Linked DNA regions of Mus musculus: all the other regions are linked to region 4. The links are chromatin contacts, called in public Hi-C and promoter capture Hi-C maps. All regions are on one chromosome and are shown on one strand. Each heading gives the region's core, a stretch centred on a gene start, on an enhancer-like site or on the middle of the called end of the contact. The rest is flanking DNA. Distances are from core to core; before and after follow the strand shown.

Region 1 (4,157 bases), core at 109-2,608, 1.6 Mb before region 4:
TGCGGGAATGCACTGTTATTCTGCTTGTTACTTTCCTATCTGAAAGGATGTCTTTTACTTTCAGCACCTGAGGAGTGCTGAGGATTTAAGAGAGGTGTTTTTGTTTTGTTTTGTTTGCATTTTCACTAAGGTATTTACTCAGGAGTTTCATTCTTTATTATTTTCTGATCTACTACAGCCAGGTAAAACTTGCTCTGTAACCCCACTCTCCTTTTAAACAGTATTTTATGTCTTCAAAAGATAAGCTTATACTTAGGTGGTGAAGAACCAGTCTGCCTCCATCTTAGGTTTAAAAGCCATCTGATAGTAAAGACAAACTAAGTTAAACAAATTAACTTGATGAATTAAAGCTGTTAATTAATCAAAGATTGGGCTATGCCCCACCTGTAACCTTAACTACAAATGGTTCTGTACTGCCTGTTCCAGGAATAGCACTCACATTTTTGTTTCAAAAAGTTAATGTTTATCTTGCAAAAGGTTTGTATGGGTACCTTGTATGACTACCTGCTGTTATGACTGCCTTTGTGTCTTTGTTTCAGGAGACTAACTTATTATGCCTATATTCTGCTCCTGTAACTCCTATTTTGCCACAAATCCCCCATTTAGAACTCCTCTACCTCTGAGCTATAAAAGCCTTCCTCACATCCAATGAACCTTGCCTTAGGAGGAGGCAGGGGGAGGCAGCTCGTGTACAGGAATAAAAACCTGACTTTAATTAATCTGGACGAGATGATCTGAGTCGGTGGTCTTTCTCCTCCCATCTTTGGGGTTAACAGTGGATTGGTCCTAAAGTGGTAACCTTTAGAAAGCTTATTCTCTTTTTTGTTTGGGGTGGGGCGTAGCTAGGGAAATGTTTGAAAAGCAATTTCATTGTTTTCAATGTCTCATTTAATTCCAACAACCTTGCTAGGAGTGCAGAGTCAAGGTCATTTCTCCAGGGTAAGAAAAAGGAAATTTGGGAGACACTAATGACCTTGACTAATGACAAGGTCACCCAGGTTGGAAGAACCCACCCTGGACTGTAGGACTTCAGGAGTCACAGACAACCCAGTTTCCCAGTCTCCTCTAGTCTACTCAACTTCAGGAAATCAGTTCTGCAAACAAGTAGTAGCACAGAGAGAAAAGGAGTTTACCACCAGACAAGAGGAGGCAAAACGAGAAGCAGTGCGCACGCGCAGAATACGCGGGACGAGGGCGTGAAGGAGGATTGGCAAAGGCTCCACCCAGCCTCGAACCCCACCCCTCTCCCGCCCCTTCCTGCCAGAGCGCCTTGTGCGCGCGCAGGCGCACTTCCTGAGCCTGAAGGTCAGACTCGAGAGGGCAGCCCTCATATCCGCGCAGGCGCAGATGTGCGCCGGGAGTCAAGATGTCGGGTTCCAAGTATAAGCCTGCGCCCCTGGCCACTCTCCCCAGTACCCTCGACCCTGCCGAGTATGACGTGTCTCCGGAGACCAGAAGGGCGCAGGTCGAGCGCTTGAGCATAAGGGCCCGGCTTAAACGGGAGTATCTGCTTCAGTACAACGACCCCAAACGCGTGTCGCACATCGTGAGTGGGGCCGGGCGGGACTGTGGGCCGGGGCAGCCGCATCTCGCGTGGGCACACGCGGGGCCGCCCAGCTCCCTCCGTGTGCTGGACACCGGCCCCGAGCCGCACAGCCCTTGGCCCTTCAACTTCGGCCTTCGGCTCAGTGGTCAAAGGGATCGGACGGCTTCCCCCTTGGTTTAGAGAAACTTGTTCCACTCTGCATAGTCTCGGCTTTCTTGTCTGAAACATGGCCATAATATGGTCCTTCATATCTTTTGAGGCAGATTAACACATGACTGACTAATCTAGCACAGTATCTTCCTCGAAAAGGGCGTGCTCAAGCCCGGTTCTCCCAAGTGTACTGCATAAAAAGCTGTTTTGTGCCATTCAGCTCCTAACTCTCAAGGACACTTCTTTCTTTCTCTTGAGAATAGGGGTTGTTCAAATGAAGTGTGTTATAGAAGCTGAGGCTTTGATGCATTCGGCTTTGGAAGCAGACCTCATGGCCCCATATAATAACCAACTATGATCCCTGGGCAATTTACGTAATCCCTCTCAAACCATAGCTTTTTTGTGTTCTCGTGGAAAATGGTGTGCATCCGTCAGATTTGTGAAATCAAACAAGAAAGTACGTAGCATTACTATGTATGTAACATACATCACTAAAAAAATATTTTGGCAAGTGTGCTTTTAGACAGTTTCTTCTGTAAAAGCTGTCTAAATATCTCAAATGGGATTTTTTTTTAAATAAAGATTTTCCAACAATTGCATACATATTCTCTATCATTTTTGAAAGTTAGAACAACCAAGGGAAAGTTACACAAAGTGGTCAGGTTCAATGCTAGTCTCCAGGTGGCTCAGAATGCCAGGTCCTCCAGCCACAGCCTCACATACTGGGGTTACTGCCACTTGAAACCCATGCCTGGTCTGAAAGACATTTAAAAAAATTAAATGTCGCAGTCATTCACAGAGGTTACTGTGTTAGTCTCTTGGCTTTCTAGATGAGACTGTATGGACAGTGACACCCAGAAACAGGTCACACACCCTAGTCTGTGTGACTTATATTACCTTCTGCACAGATAGAGTATCCTCAAGCAGACCTTTGTTTACATGGTGAAAGAGATACACCTGTTCTATACTATAAGCTAGATAGCATGGGATTGTTACTATTTTTTTTTTTTTTTCAGACAGGGTCTGAATATACAGCAGCCCTGGCTGTCCTGGAAATCAGTATGTAGAACAGGCTGGCCTTGAACTCACAGAGATCAACCTGCCTCCGCTTTGTGAGTGCTCACATTAAAGGCATGAACCACAACACGGGGCCTGTTTGTTTGTTTAACTTTTTAAAAGTAACTAGAGTAAGGCCTCAGTCAGATGTGAAGTTTGAACCCCCAGTCGTCTGTTTTTTGATCTCTGTAACCCAGGGAAGTTTCCATTTCGCATCTCTAATAGAAATAGAGACACCTGCCTCCTTAGCTGCCCCATTAATCGTTTACCAGCCAAAACTTGTGCACCCTTTGTCTAGTCTTTAGGGGTAACTAATTAGGTCAAAAATAACTGCTCAGGACCTATTATGAGACGAAGATGCTGAGTTGAGAGTACAAAGCCAGCTGGAAGTCCCTGGCCTTGTAGAGCTACCTGTGTTTGGAATGGGGATGACAAATACTAAGTGCGTTAGAAATCTGAATCATTTGGTGTTTGAGCCGGTGGTGAGTGGTACAGAAAATAAGGGTGGGGTCAACCCTGCGTGCACCAGGGAAGGAAGCACCTGTTTGGAACAGGGCTTTGGGCATCTTGTTTTTGTTTGTTTGTTTTGTAGTGTTTGGGATCAAATCCATGGTCTCACATGGGAGGGAAGCGCTCACCACTGAGCCACAATCCCATTCTTGGAGCATGACATTTAAGTAAGGATCTGAAAGAAGTGAACCAAAGGAGTTAGCTTGAGGGAAAGGGAAAGAGTGTGCCAATTAGAAGACACTGTAGGTACAAGACCAGCTCTAGCATTTAATATATCTCAAACTATACCAGAGAGCTATTTCAAAATATGTTAGCAGACCTAGTACTCAGGAGGTGGAGCCAAGTTTCATTTTATGTCCTTATAACATGATTGCCTTTTTAAAAATAACATCTTTATTAATTGTGTTATTTTATTTTATATTAGATGCATTGGTGAGAATTACATAGAATGTATTTCGATGATGAAGTTTTGTTTCTTATGAGACTGTTATGGATAAAATAGTGGGGGGTACAGTGACAAACCGAAGTCAAAGAGATCCCTGCGACTTGATCACATGGACCTTGTATGACATTGTAAAGATCTCTACTGAGGAGGCAGTCACATAACGGAGACTTAACAAAATCTCTCAAGTTTGTTTCCTCAAGAATTGTCTGGGAGGAAGTGAGGGCAGAGAGGGAGGAGCTAGGAGGCCTCTGCAGCAGTTAAATCTCTGTAGTAGTTAAATCTCGCAGTTAATGGGCTCTGTGACAGTAGTTGTGAGATGGCAAGGTGTGGTGAGAATAGGATGGGCGGTATTAAAAGCAGATCCAGCCGGCTTCAGCAGGGTGCAACTGTCTGGTGTAGGAGACAAGGGGAGGATGGTTCCAAGGTCAACAGGAATGTGATAGGAACACA
Region 2 (4,521 bases), core at 753-3,252, 1.4 Mb after region 4:
TATCTTAACAAAATAAAGTATTACCTACAGGTACAATATATCTCACTGACTCCTAGATTTCGTACACTTAAAACTTATACCTATTGAGTAGCAACCCCATGCTCTCTATAGCCACGGCTCTGCTTCTGAATTGGGCTACCTCAGACACACGTATGGGAAAGCAAGCAGCAGCTGTCCTCTAGGAACAGCTGAGTCCACTAAGTCAGTCTCACACATCACACACACTGCTACTGCATACGGCAGACCTCCCTTAAGGCTGAGTAATATTCCATTAGATGTATGTGACCGTAATTTCTTTACCCACTCACTCAGAGATATTTAGGTTGTTTCTATGTCTTAGCTGTTGCGACGAATGCAACAATGCAAGGAATCGCAAACAGCTCTTTAAAATCTTGATTTCAGCTCTTTTGAATAAGTACCAGTAATGAAGCTGGCTGGGTCACCTTAGCTCTACTTTAAGTGGTTTGGGTTTTTTTGAGACTGGATCTCACTGTTATTCAAGTTGGCCTTGAGCTCATGATCCTCCTGCCTCGGGTTCCCAAATACTAGGGCTACACTTGTGCACTGTCGTGCTCGGCTTATTTTCTGAGGAAGCTATACTAGTTATATTCTCACCAGGACTATACAAGAGTACCAATTTCTCAACACCATCACCAATACTTATTTTGTGATAGAAAATATTTTAACTTCCATTTCTTTGATGACTACAGCATATTTCCCTAGACATATTGACAACATGCAACCATTCAAAAAAGGAAGTCTCAAGACAGGGTTTTTTTTTTGGGGGGGAGGGGGGAGTGCAAAATATACATTAGCAAGAAAGACAACATTATAGGTATGTTGTTAAATGGTGGGAAACAAAGTAAAACCCCAAGTCTACTATATGCCAAGTGCTTTCTAAATCTCCAAGACAGAGATGAAATATTCTAGTAGTAGACTAGCACCAGGTCCAACATGAAGTGATTTGTGGAAGATTGCAAGATGCGGAAGGTGGCCTGAAGCACGCCCAACTAGCGGAGATGTGATGGTGTTGGAAAAATATTCTAGAGACGGTTCTTGACATGAGGGCTAGAAGGAAAATAGAATTAACAGGCCCACCATAATTTGAAAAGACGTGGGAGCACGAAAGGTCAGAACGCCCAGGGCACAGCAGGGCTAAAACTAGTTTAGCTCTATTGGACCTGATTGGATGGGGCGGGAACTGCAAAGGATCCAAAATGGCTCTGTTCCAAGCCAAATGTGTATCTTGAAAATGGGTTTCCCTGTCGTACTTGGAGCAGTTACTAGAGAACATCAAGAGTCACGCGTTTGAGAACGGAGGGCGGGTACAGCCACTTACTGGGAGACTCCAACAACAGAGACAGAAGATCAGTTAAGAGAAGCACCGAGAAGCTGAATCCGGGGAGAGGATTAACTCAAGCTAAGATCCTAAGAACTTCTCTGATAGAGATGTTATTAGGCAGTCGGACAAATGACCAAGTCGGGCAAATTACTGGCTTTGTAGAGGCACAATTGCTGGATAACTACGTAATATTGGAAACAACTGCAAAGCACAGAGCGGGAAGGAGGTCACTGCACTGGTGATAAAGGCTGGGCTTCGAACCCGGGGTCTGACACCAAACTGCGCTCTGGAAGACTGGCACGGCCGCCCTGAATAAAGCATTCATCTAGGGACGTCCTCACCACTTCGGGCGCGCCGCAGTTACTATTTTTTTTCTAGCACCTTCCTAAATCCCCCTCGCCTCTCGCCACCCCACAGTGGACTCATCAGGTCCGCAGCCCTCACCTGGCCCGGTCGAGATCCGGACCTGACCATTTCTCTCAGCCTCAGAAGAGCCCAGGCGTAGGGAAACGAATACTTGAGAAAAAAAGAATTAACCGCCGAGATGTCCGGACCTCCCTTGTCCCGCCCCCTGAGCTTCCGCTTCCGGGAAGAAGGCCGCGGACCGCCGGGACTCATAGCCTCCTTGGCGCTAAAAGGTTTTCCTTCGGGTCGGAACCTGGAGCCCTGGGCGTGCGCAACAGACTCCGCGTGCTCCAGCTTGCCACGCCCAGGCGGAGAGTGGGAGAGGCCAACAGACGGCCCGGGGGGCGGGGCGGACGCGGGGGCGGGGCCTGATGTGGGCGGGGCCTTGCGGGAGGGGCGGGGCGAGGAACTCGTTGGCTTTGCAGCATTCTTCAAACTGGTTGAAGTGGGAACCAGGGCCTGCTAGCCCATTGGGTAAAGGACTACCGCTGGATTTCAGAAGCTTTGTGTACTGTTTTAAGTGTATTTGTTCTTGAGAGTCAATAGAAATCTAACCTGAACAGTGTTCAATGGTTTGGCTGTCTACTTTTTCTATCGAGATAATTGCTGTTGATAAAGGATGGCAGTATTTTTTACCACTGATAGCTGCACTAAATAGAGAATGGTGTTTGAGACACTATATTTGGGATTGTTTTAAATCAAGTTGGAGAGAAATTAACCCGGTTGACTCTTCTTTCTATGGTAAGATGGCTACCTTTGTTAAAAAAAAAAAAAAAAAAAAAAAGGGTTGTGTTGATTTTAAAACCCTGGGACCTGTAGAGACTTAGTGGATAAGAGCAACTCTTGCCCTTGCAAAGAACTCAGGTTGGATACCCACAGGTAGTGGGTCACAACCATGTGACTCCAATTTCAGAAGATCTAGTACTCTCTTCTGCCTCCTCAGGCACCAGTTGTACAAGTGGTACTCACATATGCATACGACATTTTAAAGAAGGATATATATGTATACACACGCGCGCGCGCATAATTTTGCTTGGCCTGAAACTTACAATGTAGACCATACTGGTCTGAAATTCACAAAGACCCTCCTGTTTTTGCCTACCTAATGCTGGTGCTAAAGGTGTATGCTATCACACCCTACTTAAATAAACCTTTTTTAAAAAATGAATTTAAATGGGGCTGGAGAGATGGCTTAGTGGTTAAGAGCACTGACTGCTCTTCCAGACATTCTGAGTTCAATTCCCTGCAATCACATGATGGCTCACAACCATCTGTAATAGGATCTGATGCCCTCTTCTGGTGTGTCTGAACAGCTACAGTGTACTCACATATATAAAATAAATAAATAATTCTTTTTAAAAAAATTAGTTAAAATGTAGCTGAATAGGTAGCACATAAGTTAAGAGCACTAGATACAACTGCAGAGGATCTGAGTTCAATTCCTAGCATCAGCTCACAGCTGTCTACAACTTCAGTTCCAGGGAATCCAGTGCGCTTTTCTGGCCTCTGGTCCCCAGCATGTAGTACACAGACATACACACAAGGAAAACATCTATACATGTAAGAATTTAAAAATAAATAAAATAAAAATATATACATTATATAAATAAAATTATATGCATATATATACACATATACATATTCCACAAGTAAAATCTTCCCATCTGTATAGTAAACACTCCAAGTGGAGGGATTTTAGTATTAGTTGTGTTGGCCACAAGGCAGCATGTTCCCCAGGATACTTATGAATGCCACCTAAAACAAATCTTAAATCTTACTTAAAATGATGAGGTGAAGGTTTTGCAATTTATTTTTAGTAGCTCTGTCTTAGTCAGGGTTTCTATTCCTGCACAAACATCATGACCAAGAAGTAGTTGGGGAGGAAAGAGTTTATTCAGCTTACACTTCCATACTGCTGTTCATCACCAAGGAAGTCAGGACTGGAACTCAAGCAGGTCAGGAAGCAGGAGCTGATGCAGAGGCCATGGAGGGATGTTCTTTACTAGCTTGCTTCCCCTGGCTTGCTCAGCCTGCTCTCTTATAGAACCCAAGACTGCCAGCCCAGAGATGGTCCCACCCACAAGGGGCCTTTCCCCCTTGATCACTAATTGAGAAAATACCCCACAGCTTGATCTAACGGAGGTACTTCCCCAACTGAAGCTCCTTTCTCTGTGATAACCCCAGCCTGTGTCAAGTTGACACATAAAACCAGCCAGTACAAGCTCTATTGGGGTTCTCCAGTGTGACCTTTGTAGGTGGCAACCTTATGCCTCAATTTCAAATTTCAAAAGGTTGACCATACCTAAATGACCTTAAAACTCTCCTTTCTTTCCCCATCCTTCTGGTAAGCATTCACCTGAAATCAAGGATGTTTCCCTTTCTCTTTCTTTATAAGTGTGTGTGTGTGTGTGTGTGTGTGTGTGTCCCTGTATGGGTTTGTGCACATGAGTGCAAAGCCTTCAGAGTCCAGAAGAGGGCATTGGATCCTGGTGTGGGCACGGAGCTTCTTGTAATCACTAGGACTGGGTATATTCAGCATGCAGGGGTGTCTCCCCAATGAAGGAAATTAAAAAAACAAAAAAACAAAAAAACATTTATTTCATCCAGAAAGCCAGGAGTGGGTTTTGTTAACAGCCTGATAAACTCTTTGCTGTCTATGGAGTAGCTCTCACCCAGTCCCCAGCATGACTGTCCCAGACTCTCCTCCCTAGGCCATTACCCATCCTTAGGGGAGGTCACATGTACTCTATAGCCTTGTTGAGCTCTATGCTGTG
Region 3 (4,507 bases), core at 688-3,187, 1.8 Mb before region 4:
TGGATTGGTCCAATGGCTCACACTCAAATCTTCACTGTTACTTCCTTCAGAAGGCTGACTCAAACGGCACTTACTCAAGAACCAAAATAGGTCAAATCCCTGTCATTCTATCTCAGGGGATTAGCCCCAGAACTTAGGAAAATGTTGGGACACATCAAGTACTGTGTAAACATCTATCGAGGAGCAAATTAAGGGACACTGTGTCCAGATGCCTCATTTGGCAAACAGGAAGTGCTAAGTGACCAGCAGAAGGGTGAGATGTGAAGAAAAAGTCTTATTCCTGGGTCAATGTTTTCCCTGTTAACTCGAAGGTTCTTTCTGGCTCCACATTCTTTTATCTTGGCTAACCAATTAAAAGAGAGGAAAAATATTTAACAAGTGGAAGATGCTTTCTTGTTTTGCTTTGACTCCCCTGCAGGGCACATTAGAGCACTTCTATTATCCTCTCTGCACCTCCTCACTCCAGTACACTACTGACTAAGCCACTAGGAGATAGGACAGACAGTTCCTGTAAAGAAGGAATCACATTCAGTAACATACAGTAACACAGATACAATGGTATGATGTGTGACACACAGAGGAAGTAATTTGGCTCTAATTGTCCTGGGAACAGTTTTTTTTTTTTTTTTTTTTTTTTTTTTTTTTTTTTTTAGAATTACAGAAAAGACTCCTAAGATAAAATTTTGAAATGTGAATAGTTCCTCAGGGTCAAAGGAAGCGCAGCGTGGTTTTTTTTTGTTGTTGTTGTTTTTGGGTTTTTTTGTTTTTTTTTTTTGTACCCAACCCCAACCCCACAATTTAGTGAAGCTGCCTTTCTGGGTGTGTGTGTGTGTGCAAGGCTCACTGACTCCACAAATGGTACTTTGGGTATCGGGAAAAGAGGGGAACTGGAAATAAAAACCAAGGAAGTAGGTCAGCACCTCCTACGCCACGTTAAATGCCACTTTGATGCAAACGCATGGAAAGTCTCGGAAGACTTAACCAGTAAGAAATCGCCAACCTCTGTTAACGGGAGCCCTTTTGACTCCCTGTCTAGACTCAAGAAAGAAGGCGAAGTCCGGCTTAGTGGCGCATGTCTTTTAGCCCCAGATTTGGGAGGTAGAGGCAGGCGGAGCTCTGTGAGCTTGAGGTTAGCATGGTCTCCACAATGAATTCCAGAGTTCATTGGGGGGCGCGGGGGGCGTCGAAGACCTGCGGCAGGCCAAACACAACCCAAAGGCTACCACCCACCCACCCACCCTTGGTCAGACGCTACGGGTGACAATGGCTCGCCTAGTCCCCCTCCCCCTCCAACCCGGTGCCACGGAGCTCGGGCCACCGCCCCGCTCCCCACCCCCGGGACTCGCCGCCGCTCACCTCCGCAAGTTCTCGATCTCGGCGGGGATGCTCTGCAGCTGGTTGCCGCCCAGGCTGAGGGTCTGAAGGGCGCGCAGCTCCAGCAGCGAGGCGGGCAGCTCCTGGAAGCAGTTGCCGCTGAGGTTGAGCACTTGGAGGCTGCGGCAGAGCGGCGACTGGGCCAGGCCCTTGGGCAGCGAGCCCGGGCCGCCGAGCCGGTTGTTCCTGGCCAGCAGCGTGCGCAGGCCGCTCAGCGTCAGCAGCTCGGGCCCCAGCGCCGTGAGCGAGTTGCCGCTCACGTCCAGGAGCTGGAGGTGCGGGAAGCCGCCGCCCAACGCCCGCGGCAGCGACGTCAGGCGGTTGTAGGGCAGCAGCAGCCGCAGGAGAGCCTCGCGCGCGCCGCGCCGCTCCTCGGCGCGCGCCTCCAGCTCCGACTCCAACGCCTCGGCCGACACGCTGAGGCGGGACCAGTTGAGTTCGGCCTCCCCGAGCGCGGCCTCCTCCATCCCGCCGGATCCCGGGCCCGCGAGCCGAGGCGGCGCGCCCCGGAACCTAAAGCGAGCGCCGCGTCGGAAGTGGCGCGGCGCGGCCCGGTACGGCCCGGGCGCTCACCCCCGCGCGCCCTCCGAGTCACGCGATGGTCGGCGCCGGGTGCGCGCGCCGCTCCGGGGGCCGGGCTCCGCCTCACGTGGCGCACGGCGCGGCGTCCGCTGCGCAGGAGCCGAGGCCTGGCGCTCCCGGGAACCGTGTGAGGGAGCTGTGCTCGCCCGGGCGTCGCGGGGCTCGGTGGGCGAGCCGGAGGCCTGAGGCTCCCCGGAGCGGGCAGCTCGCCCTTTATAGTGTGGCACCCGGTGGTGGCCTTGGCCGCCAGAGTAAACAGCTCCGGGGCTGTTGATCCCGCCCGGGGGCCTGCGCGTCACGGGGCGCCGCCTCCTTTGTTCTCACTTGAGGCCGGGGCCCCCCCATTTTTGCGGGATCCAGAGAGAGTAGCCATGACGGGGACGTAGCCTGAGAATTTAATGTCTTCAGGAGAACGTGCTTGGTGGCCCCACGCCTCTCGTCCCCGCTCTGAAATGCAGAGGCAGCCGTACTGAGTCTGAGGCCCGCCTGACCTACATAGCCCAGGCTAGCCAGGGCTACACGGTGAAGAACAAAGGCCTCTTCGAAGCTAAAGCCAAAGTCGGAGATGGCTGTCGCCCCAGCTGGAAAGCATGCTTGAAGACCTTCCCTTCCCTGATTGCCTGTTGTTTCTTAAAGCATTGTCTAACGCGAGCGAGCCAAGACAGCCACAGCTATACAGTGAAACCTTGTTTGGAAAAAAAACAAACCCCAAAACAACAACAAAAAGCACCATTGTAAAAGTATTGTGTGTCCAATAAGAACTTTGTCCACGTCAATCACAGAATCACTCCTGTGGGCTTTGGTCCCTTGGGCATGGGAATGCGCTTGGGAGTTGGATATAGGAGCCCCCTTTATTAGATCTAGCTTACACTGAGCTCAGATGGAGAAAGCGTTCAAAGCACTCTGCAAGTGAGAACTAGATAGAATTTAACTGGGAAAGTCTTGACTCTAGCTCTAATTCACTAATTCCAGTAGATTTATTTTCATCCTGATCCCATTTCAATGTCAATCTTTTCTGAGATTTCGTTTTGTAATTTTAAAGTCATTAGTGGAAATAAGAGAAAAGCTTAGTTTCTTACCGAGCTTAAATACAAGAAAGTTAAAAGGTTATGTGATAACCAGTGGGATTAAATTGCTTTTTTTCCTAAAAATCATAACCTCATCTACTCAGTTGTGCAGATGAGAGACTTCATGCTACTTCACAGCTAAGCTTTATGATTGAGTTGTCATGTTTGTTAGTTTAAACAATCTATGAGTGGAATTTAAAAAATATGTGCCAGACATAGTAGTACCTGCTTTTAATCCCAACATTCAGGAGGCAGAGGTGGGAGTGTCTCTGTGAGTACCAGCCTGATCTACATAGTTTTAGGACTGTCAGGGTAACAAAAAAAAAGAAACCATGTCTAAAAAATAAAATAAAATCTGCAAGTGTCTTGAAGACATCTGATTTGGAAGTTCCTTTTTTAAAATGGACCTTATTTCAGATCAACCTAATATTCTAGAAGAAGCCCTACTGTGATCAAGAATACTTAATGCTTTAAAAATGTGTACTCTTGGTAAAACAACAAGCAGTAGCAATGTCAAACGAGGGAAAAAAACAAAACATGATTGAGAAAAAGAGCTAGCCTGTGTAAACATCAGGTAGTAGGGGAAAGATGATCTCAATAATAGAATCTGAAGCTATGCAGAAAGTCCTAAGTGGGGCAGAAACTCCTTTTTAAATAAACAGTGAAGGAAAGAGGGTAGAAAATGGAGCTGTAGCAAAGAAATGGGCAAACTGACAAAATTTAGAGTCTACTGCTTGAAGAGCTGTAGTATGACCTATTTTAATAAAGATTTGTGCTATCGATATCTGTTTGTTGAATTTAGGCTAGATGGAAGCAGATCGTCGAACAGAAACTGTCTTGTAAAAGTTGAACATGGTATTATTTTTGAAGCTATAACAAGAAAACGATCAATATCAACGTAAACAGTGTATCTCCTCAACCAGAATGGGCTCCCATGTAAAGAAAAGCTCTTCATTTTCATTTTTTAGTGCATGCCCTTATATTCAACTCCCTACCATTCACTGCAGGCACGATTTGTTTATAATTAAATTTTTTTTAATGTGTGGTTTTTGGAGACAGGGTTTCTCTGTGTAGCCCTGGCTGTCCTGGAACTCACTCTGTAGACCAGGCTGGCTTTGAACTTAGAAATCCGCCTGCCTCTGCCTCCCTAGTGCTGGGATTAAAGGTGTGCGCCACCACGCCCGGCTATAATTACTTTTTATGCAAGTGTAATAAGTCACGTGGTTCTTCACAGCTTGCTTATACATGCGTATCATTGTGGCTTTGCCTCTTCAATCCACCCTCACTCTCCCTTGCCACCCAGCCCTTCCCGCCAGACCTGCTTTCATATTATGTACACAGACGTCCTGCATATGAGGATGCAGTGTTTGTTCTCTTCTCCTTACCCCTTCCTGTCAAACCAACCCCTTCTTCCTTCCACTCAGTCCCTTTTCTGCACATACACACACATACCACAACACACGTACACACCACACACACACACA
Region 4 (4,491 bases), core at 1,816-4,315:
CCCAGAGCCTGGGAGCTGGAGGATACTGGTAGTGACCAAACTGTTCACCCTGAAGTGCATGGGAAAGTCCCAAGTCCTTGTAGGCAAGGCTTTTGGGAATGAAAGTTAAATGGAGGTCACAACCAGGCACCCAAAATACAGTTTCAGCTACTTGAGAGGCAGTGGCAGGACTTCTTGAACCAGGGTTACCGGGGCCAGCCTCCACAACATAGTGAGATCTTGTCAAATACATACATACACAAACAGATACACAAATGGAGGTCAGCAGGGCAGGAACCCTAATCTGCCACAACTGGGGTCCTCATTGGAAGAGGAAGAGATATGAGTGACATTGCTCCAACTGCAGAGGAAAGGTGTGAACACACAGTGAGAAAACAGCCTGCATGCCAGGAAAAGACCTCACCAGAAGCCAACCCCAACACAACCCTAATCTTGGAATTCTGGCTTCCAGGACTTTAAGAAACCACATTTCTGCTGTTTAAGTCACTTAGGACTGTAGTATTTAGTTACGGCTGCATGAACAGGCTAAAAATGTACCCAATAGCTGGGCGTGGTGGCATATGCCTTTAGTCCCAGCACTTGGGAGGCAGAGGCAGGAGAATTTCTGAGTTCAAGGCCAGCCTGGTCTACAGAGTGAGAGTATTCCAGGACAGCCAGGGCTACACAGAGAAAGCCTGTCTCAAAAAACCAAAAAATAAAAAATGTACCCAGTAAATTGTTGATTATATGTTAAAATGAGATTTGAAGCATCCAATTTTAAACTTTTTAAAAAATTCTATTTAGCTTTGGAAATAGGATGTTTTCTGGGAATGCTACAATGAAGGGGAATGCAAAAAGTTCAAAACTCTTTAAAAACCTTTTAAGCTTAAAATACATAGTTGTGTGAAAACAACATTAAGAATTACTAATAGTTGGAACTTGACAGAAAGTGACAGGGATTGCATAGGAAAGCCCATGAGAAAACTTTTGAAAATAAAAGGATCAATTTTGATGTTGACATAAGTCTGCCTTAAGAATATGTCCATGAAACTAGGAGGAGCATTTGTAAATACCTGTGCCCTGCATCATATGCAAAATATAACCCTCCAAATAGTAAACAAGTCCGGAACTTCATTCAATTTGCATGCAGCATATTTAAAAGCACTCATTTGTTTCAAGTGACTTTAAAAACCCTTTTTTTTGTTTGTTTGTTTGGTTGGTTGGTTGGTTTGTTTGGTTTTCTTGGTTAGGATACCTACATACAAAGTGATCTAACAACTCTTGAGAATATTAATTTTGTTTAGTAATTTGTGAGAATTCCAGTCAACCATGTTTTTCATAATTTTACCAAATTCATCTAAATGTAAATGCCATAGTAATGTTTTACATTGTTACAGTACCTTCATGTATGTTCTGGTTCTATCTGTGAAGGAGTGGGAACAAAAATTAATGCCTATTTACAAAATTAAAACATATGCTAAGACTGGTTCTGGGTAAACAAATCTTTTGATTTTTTTTTTTTTTAAACTCACAGATTCATTAGGTCTTTTGGCCAAGGGGCTGGAGAGATGATGGTTCAGTGGATAAGAGTATCTGTCTGTTCTTGCAGAGGACTCAGGTTCAATTCCTAGCACCCATATGGCAACTTGCAAAAGTTTGTAACTTCAGTCCTAAGAGATACAATGCCCTCTTTTGGCCTCTGCAGCTAATGCACAGATGTGGTGCACAGAAATACATGCCCACAAAACACCGATGCCCATAAAAATAAATGTTAAAAAAATACTTTTGGCCTAATTATTTACCAAATAAATCAATTTGGTGAGGTTATCTTCAAGAATACCACTACCTACAAGCTACTCAAAGTATTACGGTTACTACAGATAGGGAAATGACATGTTTAACAAATTTTACTATCTCTACTTAAAATACACTTTTAAAGGTCATGTTTTTTTGTTTTTTTGTTTTTTTGTTTAGCTTCAACTCTAATTTAATAGCAGAACCATCATTGTGAATTGATCAACATCCGGATCGTTATTCTTGAATTCTTGGTTAACTATTCAACCTTTGAAATTTTTAGTACCAAAAAAGACACATATTTGACTTAAGTGTTACACCTTCTCTCGGGATCAAGAAGGCGATAGCACAGACCAAGTATTTGACTTAACCCTCCCCCAAGCTTCCAAATATTCATTGTATCGCACCACACACATAAAAAGGCACTATGCCAAATACTTTATCAAGTACACAAGGTCTCTTTCACTTTTTCTCTCCCACAAAATCTCAACTTAGAAGTAGGGGAGTTTTGGTAGAAGCTGGGAATGAAGTTCGGAGAACTACTGAACTATTAACTATCCCTACCCACAGCTTCAGAGCTCGGCCTGACCGCTCCAGAATGACCCGGTGAGCCTCCGGCACCTCCTACGCTGAGCACCTCCGCTTTCCAAGGCCACCCCCAGCCCCCATGACCTCCAAAGGCTCCCCTATAAAAAGCTCTGAGCAACTTGCTTTTCCTACAGTTTGTCTATCCTCCCTTCCCGGACCAAAGCACCGACTGGGACGTGGGGACAAAAGGCTGGACAAGCTTGCCACGTGTGGAAAACCTCATCACCTGGAACTCGGCGAACTCTTCACAGTTCACACTGCCACTGGGCGCCGCCATATTGAACGAACACGAGGACCCCCGCAGCCGACCAATCACCGTGGAGCAGAGGTGTCCGCGGTGCTGCCTGACAGCAAATACCGTGAGCCCGGGCGGTTGCCTTTCCTCTCGCTAAGCCTAGAGCATCGGGTTGCTAATGAGGGATGAGCCCCTCGAAGAAGCGTCGAGAAACTAACGGCGTTTGGGGAGGTGAGGGTGGGCAAGCGGTGAGAATGACTAGATGTTTTTAAAAACATAGCTAAGTGGAAAGCAGGCTTCCTTCGGGCATTCCCGAAGCCCGGACGCCATAGGGCCCTGGTCCCGAGTCCCTCCGCGTGTGTGACTCGCTTGCACAGTCCTAAAACACTACTCAGCGCTTCGCAGTTGGCAGACATCGCCCTCCCTCCTCCGCCTTCATCATGCCCGGGCAGGCAGGGCGTTTGGCCGCATCCTCCGCTCGTCGCGCACGTCCCGCACGCCCGCTGCGTCACGCCGGCACGCCCCGCCCACCCCGCCAGCGCCCTCCCCACGCGGGCCCTTGGTGACATTGAGCGCCAGCGCCGCGGCCGCCGTGGGGTGCTGTGCGTCGGCGGAGCGGGTGGCCATGTGGAGCCTCGGCGGCCTGCGCCTGGCGGCTGGTGAGACGCGGGTCTGCGGGCGGCAGGAGGGGGCATCGCCGGTGGGGGTGTCCTGCTTACTGCAACCGTGTGAGGACCGCAGCGCCTTAGCAGACGCGGGGGGCTGGCCGAGACCCTGGTATCTGGCGCTCATTCACGCAGCTCCCATCTTAAGTTAGTGCCTTGATGCCTCCACCTGGTCCCCATCCTCCTGTGAGCTCCTATTAAGAGTTATCCACGGAAGTAATGCTTTCCACCCTGACTTTCTCCTATCCGTTATTCTACTTGTGCCTTCCTACTTGTCCCTCCCTCTTTAGGTGAGGGACTCAAAGATCTCACAGAATACGAGTAATTGTTGCCTTAAGTTGTGGGTGGTAGTACATACTTTTAAACAATAGTGCGGTAAGTGCCGGGACTCTCTTAGGGGAAAGTGTTATGCTAATAACGTAAGGTCTATAGCCTGTTTTCTCAGTAAACATTGGAGCGGTTGAGTGTTTTGGAGTCTGGTAACGTGAACGTATCCCGCCTCGGGGAAATCTAGAGAGCCTTGAATTATCAAGTTGAGAAATCAGAGAGTTTGCAGCTTGTATCTTGAGGGTCTTTAGAGGGTAGCTTACCTTTTGATCATCTTTATGAACTTTCATGATCTATCCTTTGTTCCATGGCATCAAATTACTACAGAGTTGTTAAATTTTTAGAGAAAGAATAGCTCCACGTTTTGTTATTGGAGTAATGTATATTGTAAATGTAATTGAAGCAATGCAAAAAAAAAAAAATAGTACATGGAGAATAGTTGCGTAAAGAGTAGCCGGTGAAGAGGTTAGATTTTACCGACTGAAAGACCTTTCAATGGGTCAGCATTGCTTACACCCTTAAAAACTCACACCCACTCTGCTCTAGAAAGAAAACGGAGAAAGAGAAAAAGCACTCATTCTTTTACTGGTTTTGATTTGTATCAGTTAAGATCTAATCATCTAAAATCTCGATGTGCATGTTTATTAAGTATTACAAAGTTTTCAAAAGAGCAAGCAAAAGAATCAGCAACCTGTGAGTTATGTGAAAGTCACTTAAACACTGGCAGTAGTTACTTTTCTAGACTGTAGCACACGTCATGGAAAGCTAAAGTGTCTTGGAAGATTTCTGATGTTTTGGAACTTCTCTGCTGGGCCTCTAACCAAGACAGACTTCCTTGCACAATTTAACAACAATTTTACTTCCGATGGGGAATGTTTTAATAGCACACCAAGGATGTTATGG
Region 5 (4,359 bases), core at 1,439-3,938, 1.0 Mb after region 4:
ATTTTATACAAGTGCCTCAGTGGGACAGGTCCGTATATCGTGATCTTATTTAAATTACATACAAAATATGAATAAAAGTTGCCTTTGAAAATGGATAGTTTTCAATTTCTCAAGACCAAATGAGAAGAGATCAATAAGTGTATTGATTAGAAACCCACGAAACCAGAAAGCACCAGGACATCCAGTTGTGGGTCTTACCTTTCTGCTTGACCTTCCTCCTCAAAAAATTAATATTAGGCCTTGTGGCTTCCTGTTAAATTTTATAAGGAAGCAAATGGAACCTGGTCATTAAGGCCCATCTCAGAAAGAGCAGATTCAACTAAATGTACACACTCAACTAGGCAACAGTATATATGTTCTACACCTACAAACTATCATAGAGGGACATTAAATAAGGGTTTATAACAGAAGAAATAAATTCCTTACTAGCTTAACTGGCCAGCATGGGCAGTAACAAATTAATGTTCAAGTTGATTAAAGCATTAACTTCCCTCTCAAAATTCCGATTTCTGGGCTGGAGAGATGACTCAGTGGTTAAGAGCACTGACCTGCTCTTCCAGAGTTCAGTTCCCAGCAGCCACATGGTGGCCCGCAGCCACCTGGAATGAGACCTGATGCCCTCTTCTGGTGGGTCTGAAGACAGCAACAGAATACTCCCATACATACATAAGTAAGACCCTACTCCTCATTCTTGTGTTCATCGCCCAGAAAGGAGGTCTTTCCTCATTAGAGGACTGTGACATCGCTCTTCAATACAATGCTTCTACCAACATCTTTGCTAGAACAGGAATCGTACATATATGTGTATAGAGAGAGTTCTAAATGTTCTCCTAAAAAAATAATAATCTGGGGACATTTATGAGAACAACAACTTGTAGCTGCAATAGTTCTTTATTGACTTAAGTTTAGATCCAGGGATTTTGAGAACTTGTATAATCACATGCAAGCCTGTGTTCCTTTCTTTTCTTTTTCTTTTTTGTCTTTTTGGTTTTGTTTTTCTTTGAGACAGGATTACACTGTGTAGCCCTGGCTATCCTGAAACTTGCTCTGGAGACCAGGCTGTTCTTTAACTCAGAGATCCACCATGCCCAGCCTGAGGGCATGTTGTTTCAACACCTCCTATCTGCAATACTAACAATCAGCCTACCACCCTCCAAGCCTATTTCTTCATTAAAAAGCAACATAATTTCTTTAGGCTTACAACGTTTGTGCAAGTGTGTATTATTGGCCTGTGCTAATACCAGCATCTGAGGAACATACAAAATTAGCTGATTCAAGTAAAGTGATTTGAAACAGGGTTTCACCGTATATATGCATTTTGTGTATATTTTAAGTTTTGATCCCTGCCAACGTATTTCCTACTGTAAAAGATAATTAAGAATGGATTTTCAAAATACAGTTTTAAATTTTTTCTGTATACTTGAAAGTCTTACAAAAAAAAAAAAAAAGCCATAGTGCTAGCACAGTAGTAGAGTACAAGCAAGTGTGAGGCCCTAAGTTCAATCGCCAGCACCAGTAAACAAACGGATGAATGCTTGCTAGGGAGTCAAGAGTGGTGTGGCACAGGCCCCTGATTCCAACAGTCACAAGATTGAGGCAGGAGAATCACAAGTTCCAGGCGAGCCAGGACTACATAATGAGTTCTGGTCAAAAAGAAAAAAGAAAAAAAAAAAAAAAAAAAAAAAAAACGGGAAAAGAAAGAGAAAAGGGAAGGGAGAACAGAAGGCAGGAGAAATTGCACCTAAGAAGTTTTACGACTTAGGAATTTCCTGACAATTTAAATTTATATGGTGATCCAGCTCACCAAAACCACCGGATTGCGAAACTGGATTCACCTAGCCCAACTCTACCTAACTGGGGGGGAAACAAAAAAACAAAAACAAACAAAAAAAAAAAAAAACCAAACCCACTAGAGACCCAGAGAAAGAAGCAGGTTTCTTCAAAGTCCCAGGGCGAGTTGTGTGAGAACTGGAACTAAAAGCCCTGCTATGAAGAGACAGACTTGAAATGGGGTAGACACCATCCCCAGAGTCGATTCTCTCCCTATCTCAACTTGCCCCAAGAAAATCTAAGTAATCCCCCTCCAAAGTCTCCGCCCCGGTCTCGGACCGCTCCGGCTCGGGCGGCTGGCGGAAAACTTCGACCACGTTCCTACCGCCTCCCAGACGAACGCTCCCGCCTGGGTTTTGAAAGCGGCCGCCTAAATGAATGATCTCCGCAGCCAGGCGGGCTTCCTCGCCGGGCTGGGGAAGTGCTGACCGGCCGCCCGGGGCTGGCCTCCGCGCCGCGCCGCGCCGCACCTGTGGCCCGCCCGCTCGCCCGCCCGCCCGCTCGCCCCGCCGCGGCCCTGACCAGGCAGCTCTGCGGCCAGCCTGCCCCATGCTCGCCCCGCGGCCGCCCCGGGCTGCGGGTCCGACCCCGCCGGTCACAGAGCTCGCTCCCCGCCTCCCCGGGGAGGGAGCTCCAGCCTCACCCCGCCGTCATCACCACATTGTAGATGACCAGGTACGCCGTGGCCACAGGCCCGGGGCCCTTCTTCTTCCGCGCGCCGCTGCTGTCGCCAGCCCCGACTCGGCCACTGCCGCCCCCATTCCCCTTGGTCGCTGCAGTCGCCGCCGCTGCCGCCATGTCAAGCGCCCGCAACCCCGCTCCCCTCGCGCCTGCACCTCAGACCCAACTGGGCTCTACGAGGGGGCGGAGGAAGGGACGAGGGAGAGGCGGGGCCGCGGCACGGGGCGGAGCCGGGACAGCGCCCACGGGGGCCGCCATCTTGGATGAGGGCAAAGACGCTCCAGGCGCTCGTCTCCGTAGCCGCCATCTTGGATAGGGGTAATTTCCTCCCAACTTCCGGCGCACAATCCGTGTGGGCATCCAGCGCCAGGTTTGATCAGGTTAATGTGAACCTGGGCCTCACTTGTCAGGCCTGTTCTTACGGATAATTTGTCTCTGGTCATTTGCTATCTTATGACCATCTCTTCCTGCTGGATCCAAATGATATGTCCTGGTCCTCGGTAACTTTAGCCTCTACCAGGTACCAGGTATCTTTACCCCTGTACACAGTTGCCCAAGTAGCTAGAGGGTGATTGACGTCAGTTAAGCTGTGTGTCCTGTTCAGAGAGCAGAAGGAACCAGCATTTTTGTAACATATTATCTTTCTCTTCTAATTGTAGCCAACTCGGGGAAATAGCCTTCAACAATTTCTTCCCTGTCTTTGGATTTTTTTTTTTTTAAACCTGCTCTCTTGGACACTCCCAACAGTCTCTAAAGGTTAGCCAGTTTTTCTCCATTTGTAGGCCTGCTTTTTATTAAAGAGGATTAAGGTCAATCAGTGGTTAGTGGTGGACCTTGTAAGGCAGTAAAGAGTTGTTTATACCTACAGGTTATGGGCTAGGTGGGAGGGAAATACTTCTACTGAGTTAGATCAGAAATAACTTCTGAAAGCTCCTTTAATCTGCTGACCCCACTCATTTCTTTTTTTAGTACTTTCTTCATAAAAAGTACCTTACTATCAGTGTTCATAAATATACTGGCATTTATGTAATGTAATAAAATATGTATTGATTCCAAGAAGTACTTGTGGAGCATATACAAGGTTGTATTGGAAAATATACATATTTCAAAATAAATGAAAGAAACAAACGTCGTCAGTCTTCAAGAGATTACACAGAAGGATCCAGGAATGAATCGATATGAATTAGCTGGTGAAAAGTGGTATCAGAAAATTATTACAATGATCCAGGTCACAATGATAGTGATTTAAGCCAGTGTGATAATAGTTGAAGTGAGGAACATTGAATTCTCAGAATATTTTAGAGTTAGTGAAATGTGTTGGGTAGAACATTTGGTTTTAAAGGAAGGTAAAAGGAGCATTCAGATTGCTTGGGAGAACAAGCTGTAAAAAGAAGTAAGTTTGAGCTGGACGGTGGTGGCTCAGGCCTTTAATCCCAGCACTTGGGAGGCAGAGGCAGGCGGATTTCTGAGTTCGAGGCCAGCCTGGTCTACAGAGTGAGTTCCAGGACAGCCAGGGCTACACAGAGAAACCCTGTCTCCCCAAACCAAAAACCAAAAAATAAAAAAAAGAAGAAGAAGAAGTAAGTTTGAAGGCAGAAGTCAGGACTTTTATGTTTAGCTTGAAATCCTTTTTAGAAATGTAAGTGGAAATGTGGAAGAGACAATTAGATTTAGACTCTGAGGTTCAGGAAGACCTGCAGGCTAGAGATTTGAGAGCTTCAGGATGCTAGGATTGAAAGTCATGATGCACCCCCAGAAACTGAGAGGTAGGAGCAGAGAAATTGCTGAATTCTCATCCTTACCTGCTCTCAAAGACTGTAAAGACATCCTGCTGCCTTTTCCCCTGAC

Evidence for each region. Promoter capture Hi-C pulls out the DNA fragments that hold promoters and counts their contacts. Hi-C and Micro-C count contacts between places; a contact is called where the count stands out from the background.
Region 1: a contact with region 4 is called in a promoter capture Hi-C map of pre-B cells, with 7 times the contacts expected there. The contact joins the promoter of Ndufb4 here to the promoter of Ccdc58 in region 4. A contact is called at or near these places in 6 of 39 promoter capture datasets (the 3T3-L1 cell line, the C10 cell line, embryonic stem cells and 2 more), 4 of 484 Hi-C or Micro-C datasets (CD4 T cells, CD8 T cells and pre-B cells), 1 of 115 datasets of contacts at active chromatin or transcription factors (astrocytes) and 1 of 9 other capture datasets (liver).
Region 2: a promoter capture Hi-C map of pre-B cells shows a contact between it and region 4, with 3 times the contacts expected there. The contact joins the promoter of Ccdc14 here to the promoter of Ccdc58 in region 4. A contact is called at or near these places in 2 of 39 promoter capture datasets (the C10 cell line and pre-B cells) and 1 of 484 Hi-C or Micro-C datasets (CD4 T cells).
Region 3: a contact with region 4 is called in a promoter capture Hi-C map of pre-B cells, with 5 times the contacts expected there. The contact joins the promoter of Lrrc58 here to the promoter of Ccdc58 in region 4. A contact is called at or near these places in 4 of 39 promoter capture datasets (the C10 cell line, liver and pre-B cells) and 2 of 115 datasets of contacts at active chromatin or transcription factors (astrocytes and large pre-B cells).
Region 5: a Hi-C map of B cells shows a contact between it and region 4, with 6 read pairs. The contact joins the promoter of Hacd2 here to the promoter of Ccdc58 in region 4. A contact is called at or near these places in 1 of 39 promoter capture datasets (pre-B cells) and 2 of 484 Hi-C or Micro-C datasets (B cells and CD4 T cells).

Annotation. Positions count from the first base shown.
Region 1 is chr16:37,651,569-37,655,725 of GRCm38.p6, reverse strand. Ndufb4 (NADH:ubiquinone oxidoreductase subunit B4) reads left to right here and starts at 1,358. Exons shown (of 3, transcript NM_026610.1): 1 at 1,358-1,546. The coding sequence starts at 1,367.
Region 2 is chr16:34,688,097-34,692,617 of GRCm38.p6, reverse strand. It overlaps Ccdc14 (coiled-coil domain containing 14), which reads right to left and starts at 2,002. Exons shown (of 13, transcript NM_172824.3): 1 at 1,787-2,002. The coding sequence starts at 1,960. It overlaps Gm35150 (a long non-coding RNA gene), which reads left to right and starts at 1,912. Exons shown (of 4, transcript XR_876043.1): 1 at 1,912-1,980.
Region 3 is chr16:37,865,830-37,870,336 of GRCm38.p6, reverse strand. Lrrc58 (leucine rich repeat containing 58) reads right to left here and starts at 1,937. Exons shown (of 4, transcript NM_177093.3): 1 at 1,357-1,937. The coding sequence starts at 1,841.
Region 4 is chr16:36,070,234-36,074,724 of GRCm38.p6, reverse strand. Ccdc58 (coiled-coil domain containing 58) reads right to left here and starts at 3,065. Exons shown (of 5, transcript NM_198645.2): 1 at 2,588-3,065. The coding sequence starts at 2,638. Fam162a (family with sequence similarity 162, member A) reads left to right here and starts at 3,164. Exons shown (of 5, transcript NM_027342.2): 1 at 3,164-3,255. The coding sequence starts at 3,222.
Region 5 is chr16:35,020,750-35,025,108 of GRCm38.p6, reverse strand. Hacd2 (3-hydroxyacyl-CoA dehydratase 2) reads right to left here and starts at 2,688. Exons shown (of 7, transcript NM_023587.2): 1 at 2,474-2,688. The coding sequence starts at 2,628. It overlaps LOC105246106 (a long non-coding RNA gene), which reads left to right and starts at 2,764. Exons shown (of 5, transcript XR_876048.3): 1 at 2,764-3,038; 2 at 3,171-3,267.